Linked DNA regions of Zea mays: all the other regions are linked to region 3. The links are chromatin contacts, called in public Hi-C maps. All regions are on one chromosome and are shown on one strand. The core of a region is the stretch at or near the end of the contact, and the rest is flanking DNA. Distances in the headings are between cores, read along the strand shown. Region 1 overlaps LOC103632498 (protein ENHANCED DOWNY MILDEW 2). Region 2 holds the start of LOC103632502 (DNA topoisomerase 6 subunit B). Region 3 has its middle 6.9 kb from the start of LOC103632499.

What was found. Hi-C and Micro-C count contacts between places; a contact is called where the count stands out from the background.
Region 1: a contact with region 3 is called in a Hi-C map of leaf, with 3 times the contacts expected there. The contact joins two enhancer-like sites. A contact is called at or near these places in 6 of 25 Hi-C or Micro-C datasets (bundle sheath, ear, endosperm and 2 more).
Region 2: a contact with region 3 is called in a Hi-C map of leaf, with 2.3 times the contacts expected there. The contact joins the promoter of LOC103632502 here to the enhancer-like site in region 3. A contact is called at or near these places in 8 of 25 Hi-C or Micro-C datasets (bundle sheath, ear, endosperm and 3 more).

The regions. Positions count from the first base shown.
Region 1 is chr7:80,639,683-80,642,382 of Zm-B73-REFERENCE-NAM-5.0, forward strand. It overlaps LOC103632498 (protein ENHANCED DOWNY MILDEW 2), which reads left to right. Exons shown (of 19, transcript XM_008654289.2): 19 at 1-1,756. The coding sequence ends at 1,388. Among protein-coding and RNA genes, the nearest start is that of LOC103632498, 43 kb to the left of the region's middle. Within about 2 kb of position 1,324, at least 6 of the 20 cell types and tissues checked have an H3K27ac peak or open chromatin away from gene starts, as enhancers often do. A contact at or near this core is called in leaf, where this site is marked.
Region 2 is chr7:81,027,125-81,029,824 of Zm-B73-REFERENCE-NAM-5.0, forward strand. It overlaps LOC103632502 (DNA topoisomerase 6 subunit B), which reads left to right and starts at 1,435. Exons shown (of 19, transcript XM_020541030.1): 1 at 1,435-1,741; 2 at 1,841-1,893; 3 at 2,215-2,312; 4 at 2,405-2,510; 5 at 2,644-2,700. The coding sequence starts at 1,588.
Region 3 is chr7:80,815,964-80,818,663 of Zm-B73-REFERENCE-NAM-5.0, forward strand. No RefSeq gene overlaps it. Among protein-coding and RNA genes, the nearest start is that of LOC103632499, 6.9 kb to the left of the region's middle. Within about 2 kb of position 1,253, at least 16 of the 20 cell types and tissues checked have an H3K27ac peak or open chromatin away from gene starts, as enhancers often do. A contact at or near this core is called in bundle sheath, ear, leaf and 1 more, where this site is marked.

The DNA of each region.
Region 1 (2,700 bases), core at 74-2,573, 180 kb before region 3:
CATCTGCGCCACCCCTCTATTTGTGGAGTCATCCTGGTTGGACAAAGAAGCACATGCAAGTGGCTGAAGAGCATGGTCATACTTGTATGGGGAAGATAGCTTGCCATGTTGAAGAGAGTAATCTATCAGATGACCTGTCCGTGAGGAAACAATCTGATGCTACAAACAAACTGAACTCGAGATCAGGGAAAGAGACTCCATTCAATGACAGAATGTCCAATCTACTTGATGATGGTTCTGCTAGGAAGCAAGCAAGATCTGAAGAAGAGAAGAGAACTCTAGGGAAGATAGAACACCATGTGAAAAAGGCTAATATACCAGATAACCTCCCAGTGAAGAAAGAACCTGAAGCTTCCAGCAAAGTCATGTCGCATTCTGGAAAAGATAGAAAGATTGGCAGATACAACAGGAGGAGACATGACAACAGGAGCAGCAAGGGGACACCTGATCACACAGAGAGCCTCCCCCCTGAAAAGCAAGTGGAAGTTGCATATGAGGAAACAAGAGTTATTCCTAGCAAAAAGATTGCTCATAATGAAAAAAAGAGCGCGCAGTACAACTACGAGCAAACTGCAGCAGGGATGCCAAACATGAGGTCTAGAGGAGGGGATTCTGACATGAGTATCTCACCCCCAGTCAGTTGCAATGCTCGAAGCAAACCCATGAGCTATTCCCTGACGAGACCAATTGAACACTTGGATACGAATGCTCACCTTTTGGCAGAAGAACCTAGTGACTCTGTGCTCAATAGGGTTCCAAATCATGACAGTTATTTGGCAATCAAAGAGGAATACTGTGATGGATTTAAGAGGAAAAATGATCCTATCTTCAGTCACATTGATGATAGCTCAAGGATGAGGGGCTCCAGCATCGAAGAAGTGACCAAGCCGTATATTACTGCTCCAAACAGTGATCCGTGGTCTAAAGGAGATGGCAGCTTTTACAGGCATCCGAGCTCAGAAGATTTAAACGCTAATGCTGATGTGCTTATGCCAGGATACAGTGCAAGATATGGACAAATTGGTGGTGACAGTAACCCACAAGCTAGTATGGTCCCACTAGCAACAGATTCAAGACTGCATGGTGGAACGGTTGCTGATAATTACCTCTCGGCAAGATACTCCCTTGGATCTTCAGGTGCTCGCGTTAGCCAACCAGCTCCAACTGTTCCCCCTTTTGGGCTCTCAGGTGCAAGTTCACAACGAGGCTCAGTAATGGACAGGTATTCGTATGGGCTTTCGGGTCCGACTGGAACACAGCGCTCAGTTATTGACAGGTATGCGCCGTCCCTCGATGGAACGAACACAACAAGATCGAGGAGCTCCTTGCCTGAGCAGTACCCGTTCGGACAACCTGGCTCTTCCGGTGGCGGGTGGCCTCATCACTGATCGCTGGAACTTGGTCCTCAGATTTGACCAGCAAAAGTGCAACCGATTTCTTGAGTCCGGTGGAGCCTACAACCTATCTACGGCCTAACTTTTTGGATCCTACTAGTCGTTTCTTCCTGGCGCCTTCGACGAAGACATCACCTGTGTCTACCAATACAGAAGTGTAGACTTCAATTCCTACAAATACAGAAGTGTAGGCTTCAATCCTATTGTTTGCTCTGGATTTCTGTTTATGAGCGTATTTACAAGAGTATGTTTGGTCTATGTTAGTATATTAGGAATACAATTCCAAAACCGTTGTACCGTGCCAAAGTTTAATACTATACGTTTGGGTCTGTCGATGAGAAAAAAGGACGAGTGGGTGAGAAGATGCTGCCCTCCGCAGAACTCGATCAGGCCGGTTCCTCTGCGCGTCCTGCTATGAGAGGCTAACCTGAGCCCGACAGAACCGGCTTGGTCGATTTGGGACCTGGTAGGCCGGTATTTTTTTATTGAAGTGTAACTTTCTAAATTAGGTCTTGTTGGTTTGCGTTGGATTGCGTCCGGAATCGTTTCAAGTTTATATAAATTAGAGAAGCAATCCGGTTAGAAATCGTTTCGATCCACTAATCCTAAACAACCGATTGACACCTTAGGGCTTGTTCGGTTTGAAGGGGTTTGAGGGGGATTGGAGGGGATTAAATCCCCTCCTATTTAAATTTGTATAGAAGGGGATTTAATCCCCTCCAATCCCCCTCAATCCACCCCTAACCGAACAAGCCCTTAGTGTTTTTTGTTTAAGTGAGAAGTCATGTTTATCTTTGGTTTCGGTGTTTATATGTTTATCATGGATAAAGAGTCATATAATTATTTTTTGTAAATATAAATTATCAAATATAAATAATTACAAACATAGTTTTTATCACAAAAATATTATATGATCATTATATCTAGTTTGATGCAAGATAAGGATGTTGCCACATAATCATGAAATGCGTTCGTTGTAATAAAATTTGCTTTAGTCAACCACTAGAATAATCACAAATGAAATTGCGAAATATCGTAGTGATCGCAACAATCTTTTTTATGAGTGAGATAGTAGGTACAGAGCTAAAATCTCGATCACAATTAGCATAAAGAACACCCCCACTATAATGCTCATGTTTTTTAGTGAGCATTTCATAATTAAATATTTTATAAAAAATCATTTGATTTTTATAGTCCAAATAATCTCTAGCATTTTGAATAGATAAGTGACCACGATTGAACTTTTCTTTAAAAGAAGGTTTCATGGCTATACTACTCGAATGATATATTTCACCTTTGTACAGAG
Region 2 (2,700 bases), core at 185-2,684, 210 kb after region 3:
TAATAGAAGCATTCTGTAGGTTAGGAGATTTCTCTACTGTTGGCCCATTCATTAATGAAAATGTAGCGTATTTGAAACCCAACAATGTTGTTCTATTGTATAATAATGTGATTCTTGAAGGTCTTATTAACCATGGAGAGGTAGAAGCAGCATGTCAGTTACTCAACTCCATGGTGCATGGTGGTCAGAGGGTTAGTGATGACGATACTGTTGGTGTGCATATTTTTATTATCAATGAAGAAGTTGAACCAAACTTTGATTTGTTTAATATTGTTGTGTCTGGCCTTTGTGAGACTAGATCTAGCTTTGGCTCTCACAAAAACATGGTTGGCCTTGGTTGCAAGGGAAAGTTTTTGGTGTTTAATGATTTGATACTTGAATTGTGCAATTTGGATAAACCAGAAGCGAAGGATCTTGCGAGTAATACACAAAAAAGATAGAATATAACTCTCCATTCAAATGGATTGCTAGAGTCACTTGGGCGTGTTTGGCATGGTTCTGTTCCACTTCAGAGTAGCTCTACTCTAAAACTCTGGGTGGAGCAGCTCCGCTCTAGAGTTTAAATTGTTTCTCATAACCAGTGACAGTTAAATAACTCTAAACTCCACGTCTAGGTTGTTTTTAGAGTTTTCGGAGCAGCAAAGCAGGTACTCCAAAAATTTGTACTACAACTCTGAAAATTCCATTGAGTTTGTAACCCTGGAGTTAGAGTGAACTTCTTCTTAGAGTTCTACTCCGGAGCCATGCCAAACACGCACTTAGTCGTCCCAACACATTGATATATACTTTCACCTAAAATTTAGGGGGTGTTTTTTTTGGATTACAATCTATCCAGATTATATAATCCGACAAATTAAACAAAAATGATCTCGGTAGACTATAATCCCAAAAAATACCCCCTTTAGAGCAATAATTCTCTAAAACTAAATCAATAATTTAGGTAGTTAATATAAAAACTCTTCTCCAACAGTTCTCTAAACGAGTTTTATAAATTTAGCAGTTCTTATCTAACCTCATTTTCTCTCTATATTTGACAACTATTTAGCAACTCACTAAACAAAAATGTTGACTGCATTATGTAGTTAATGGAGATGATTGTTCACATTTGTGTCTTATTTTTTATGTGGATAGATACAAAAAAACTTCAAATTATATTTAGAAAACTACTAGAGAACTCATAATTCTTTACTCCTAAAGTTATTTAATAACTTATTAAATCTATGATTTAGATAGCTAAATTTATATAATTATTGGAGCTGCTCCTAGCTGGATAAAATTCCGTTAGGTGGAACCATTAGTTTGGAAACATCATTTTTCTCTCAAGAAGATGTTTTCACCCTAAACGGGCAAAAACCAGTTTTCGTAAAAGTCGGCGTTGTTGATTGATTATTACTTAAAAAATGCCATTTTTTCAACCATGATTTATGTCGAGTGTCTAATTTCTTATGGACCATTTCGATACATCTGGTACGATAGTCCGCCCAAAGTCCCAAACGGACCCACATTTGGCTCAGACTTTTGAGAGATCGCGCTCTCCAATTTTGCACCCGAACCCTAGCTACCGTCTCAATTAGATCCGACCTCGCCATGAACACCTCCGACGACGAGGCCATTGCCGCCGCTGCCGAGACCAAGAAGAAGACTCCCAAGGCGGCGGCGGCCAAGGGGAAGGCAACGGGGAAGGGGAAGGCGGCCGCCGGCCCCAAGACGTCGGCCAAGGAGAGCAGCCTCCTTAAGCAGAGTGAGCTCCCTCCCCGATCCCATTTCTCATTAAGATTTTCAGTACTTTGGGTCGGTTTATCTTATACATTTTGTATCTTTTCTGGGTGTTCTGCTGCAGAATCGCCCGCCGAATTCTTCGCTGAGAACAAGAACATTGCCGGGTTTGACAATGTGAGTTGTTCTCTAAGGACTTTTAGCCGATTTGGGTGCAACAGCTAGATTTCGTGCGTTTGCGAAATTTAGCTAGAATCAGTGTGGAGATGCCCTGTTATCTTGTCGACAGATAATTTCACTTCTTTATTTTCCTTCTGGTTCAAGCACATTCTTATCTATAGATTAAACTTAGACCACATCTGGCAGTGGGAAACAAACAAAAACTATGATTAAAGGATATTACTCATTCTAGTTGTAGTACACTTTTGAGGAGGAAATTTATAAGATACTATCGTAGTCATTATTTCACAGAGATACTGATGTAATGGTGCTGGTCAGCCTGGTAAATCCCTGTACACCACGTTGCGGGAGCTAGTTGAGAATGCCCTTGATTCCGCCGAATCCATATCGGAGCTCCCTGAAATAGAGATTACAATGTAAGTAATCCCCAAATGTATTCTTTGTGGTCTTTTGCTATGTTGCCGTACGGGACAGTGCCCATAAGTTTGTTTTGCCATATCTTTGTCAGAGAAGAGATCACGAAGACCAAGTTCAACACAATGATTGGGCTAGTGGATCGACAGCGTGTTGACGAGGCACTATATGATGATTTTGAGTCAGAAAAGGCTCGTGAGGTAAGATGAGCACCTAGGTTTGTAGTAGTTTGACCATGGATGATGTGTTGAGAGGGGTGAGACTTCACAAACTTACCTCTTTGTATTATCATAATTTTAAGTCTGATGAAGCTGTATGATTCACAATACTTAGAAACGCCTAGCCAAGGAAGCACGTTTCCAAGAATCTCAGGCTAAAAATGCTGCACTT
Region 3 (2,700 bases), core at 3-2,502:
AAGTACTCAACAAAGAGGCCATTGCCGATGTACAGTTCATTGAGTCCTCTTTGTTAAGTGTCACAACCGGCAAAAGAGTTTGTCGAGTGTTTTTGTAACACCCTAAATTTGGGGCTATGAAACTTGTTGATGTGGTGCTATTTGTCAGATATGTGGTGTTGGTGATACATGTGATGAGTTTGTGATGTATATCTGATGTCAATGATATATATCTTTTGTTTGTTTGGATGGAATAACAAAAAACAAATAAAAACAGGGTTTTTGGTCACTTTGTCGAGTGTTACACTTGGCAAAGATTGTCTTTGCCGAGTGCAATGATCACAACACTCGGCAAAGAGAGCACACCTAGGAACCGATAAAGCCTCTTTGCCGAGTGATGTGGTCCTAGCACTCGGCAAAGAAGCTCCCTTTGCCGAGTGCCGGCCAGCGCACTCGGCATAGACACTAGCAAAGAGACCCATTGGTGCTTCCTTTGCTGAGTGCCAGGCAAACAGGCAATCGGGAAAGAATCTTGCCTTGCTAAGTGTGAGCTTGTGACTCTCGGCATAGAGGCTACCGTGGGGGGCCACTGTAGCTTGCTTTGCTGAATGGCAGGCCAGCAGGCACTCGGCAAAGGCTCCATCATTGTCACTTGTCGCCGTCACGGTGACTTTTCTTGTCGAATGCCAGACATGAAGTACTTGACAAAGAGGTCATTGCTGATGTACAGTTCACTGAGTCCTTTTTGCTAAGTGTCACAACCGGCAAAAGAGTTTGTCGAGTGTTTTTGTAACACCCTGGATTTGGGGCTATAAAATTACTTCTCTAATATCTACCAAATTTAAGTGTTACCTCTTGTAACACCCAAATTCTATAGAAAGAAAGGATTCTCTCTAGTTATATGAGTGCGTAATATTTACTTACCATGGAGATAAGCCACCGTGTAAGAGATTAAATTAATTAGCAATAATAATTTGAAATAGGAATATAATAAATAAATGTGCATCATGATGGGTCTTTGAATTGTGCATTTAATTTGAATTTGAACTTTCAAATTAGAATAGAAAACAAAGAAAAAAAGAAAAGAATATAACAAAAGAAAAAAATGCCGCTGAAGACCGCTCGGCCCAAGCATGGAAGCTAGCCCACGTCCCCTTCTATCACGTTTTCGTTTTCCATTTATTTTGTTGCCGAGGAGAAAATACTACCTATGTCACGCTGATGCATGAGTGACATCATCTAGTTTTTTTCTTCTCACGTGAACACGCCTTACCTGGCCTCTCTGGCTCGCTTGACACGTGATAGTCGCGAGCACTGACCACCGGTGCCCATTGGCCGGTTCACACGATCGACTGGTGGCATGCTGGGCTCGTCTCCTTCCCGCTTTCTGGTGCACGTACTTCGGTCGGGTATCTCTCGTAGACTTCGGTCGGATATCTCTCCGTCTGGGATTCTTGCTCATGATCTGTTACACCGCCTTGGACTCCTCTCATCCTGGGTATTTATACGAGTTATGGCCTACCCCATGAACCTCCATCCATGTCACCGTGCCAATGCAAGCCTTAGGCCAACAGAATAACGACGCCAATAAATGTGAGGCCGAGCGTCAAACTCCGTCGTGCTACTCCCTTGCTCCGCCATGGCTCTGATCATCTGTATGTCGTCTAGAACGTACGGTATTATCTCTGTATATATATTGAGAGAGAGATAGAGTACATATTCTAGCTCTTCGTCCCACTCCAAGGGAATCTCTAGAGTTTTGTTGGGGCCGTGGTGGAGTTAGCCGGATTTCCCCCCTCCCGCGCTGCCCTCGTGAGCATCGGCTGACGCGTTAACCATGGTCGTCTCCTTCGGACACGTCGGGCTTCGTTGCTGCATTGCTTACGGTGAGCCATCCTTCTTCGCCTAGCCCCTTTTTATTCTTGCGCGTAGATACATGCGTGATTTGGGTGCGGCAATGGTGGACGAACGGCTCCAACCACGGCCTCTGTGGTAAGCCAGGCGTCGGAGCACAGTTTCGTCTGGAGGTAGAAGGTGATGGCCTTTGCCATGGATCTAGTGTTGCACGGTTGGGATTAGGCCAAGCATACATGTTCGGCTAGATTCGATCTGGAGCGTAAATCAGCAATGTGCGAGTAAGGTTTAATGGAGGGAATTTTATACCATGGTCGTCGGATTTTGATCGCAGATTGTACCATACCCCTTCGGCGTGTGCAAATTAATAAAAAGCAGCCTTTTGTGAAATAAACCCGTCATCCCTCTCATGTAGAATACAATTACAGTTCAATCCCTAGTATTTGCAGATTAGCCCTTATCAATTATTCTGTGTATAAACTTTGAAATCAATAACTTCTTCGATATAAGTCCAAATTAATTTGTTCCAGTTGCGTTAGCTTCGTAATAACAATGTCTACGCAGGAACAACATTATTTTTATCATATCGCTTATCGCATAATTTTATAATTGGAAAATTGTTGTTTGTTAGATTAACTCTCCCAATCAATATTAATCTATCTATAATTATAATTTGATTAAAATAGGATCTCTAATCAAGTTATAACTTAGATTAAAGTTAATTAGTTATTTCTTTAATATCTCTCATATGGGTTTCATTAATCAATATAGAATATAGTTGTTATTATTTAATCACGAAAATCTTCCGAAAATCCTATCTTTATAATTGTAGCTCCGATTTTAGTGGTTCTCGAACCCACGCTCTCG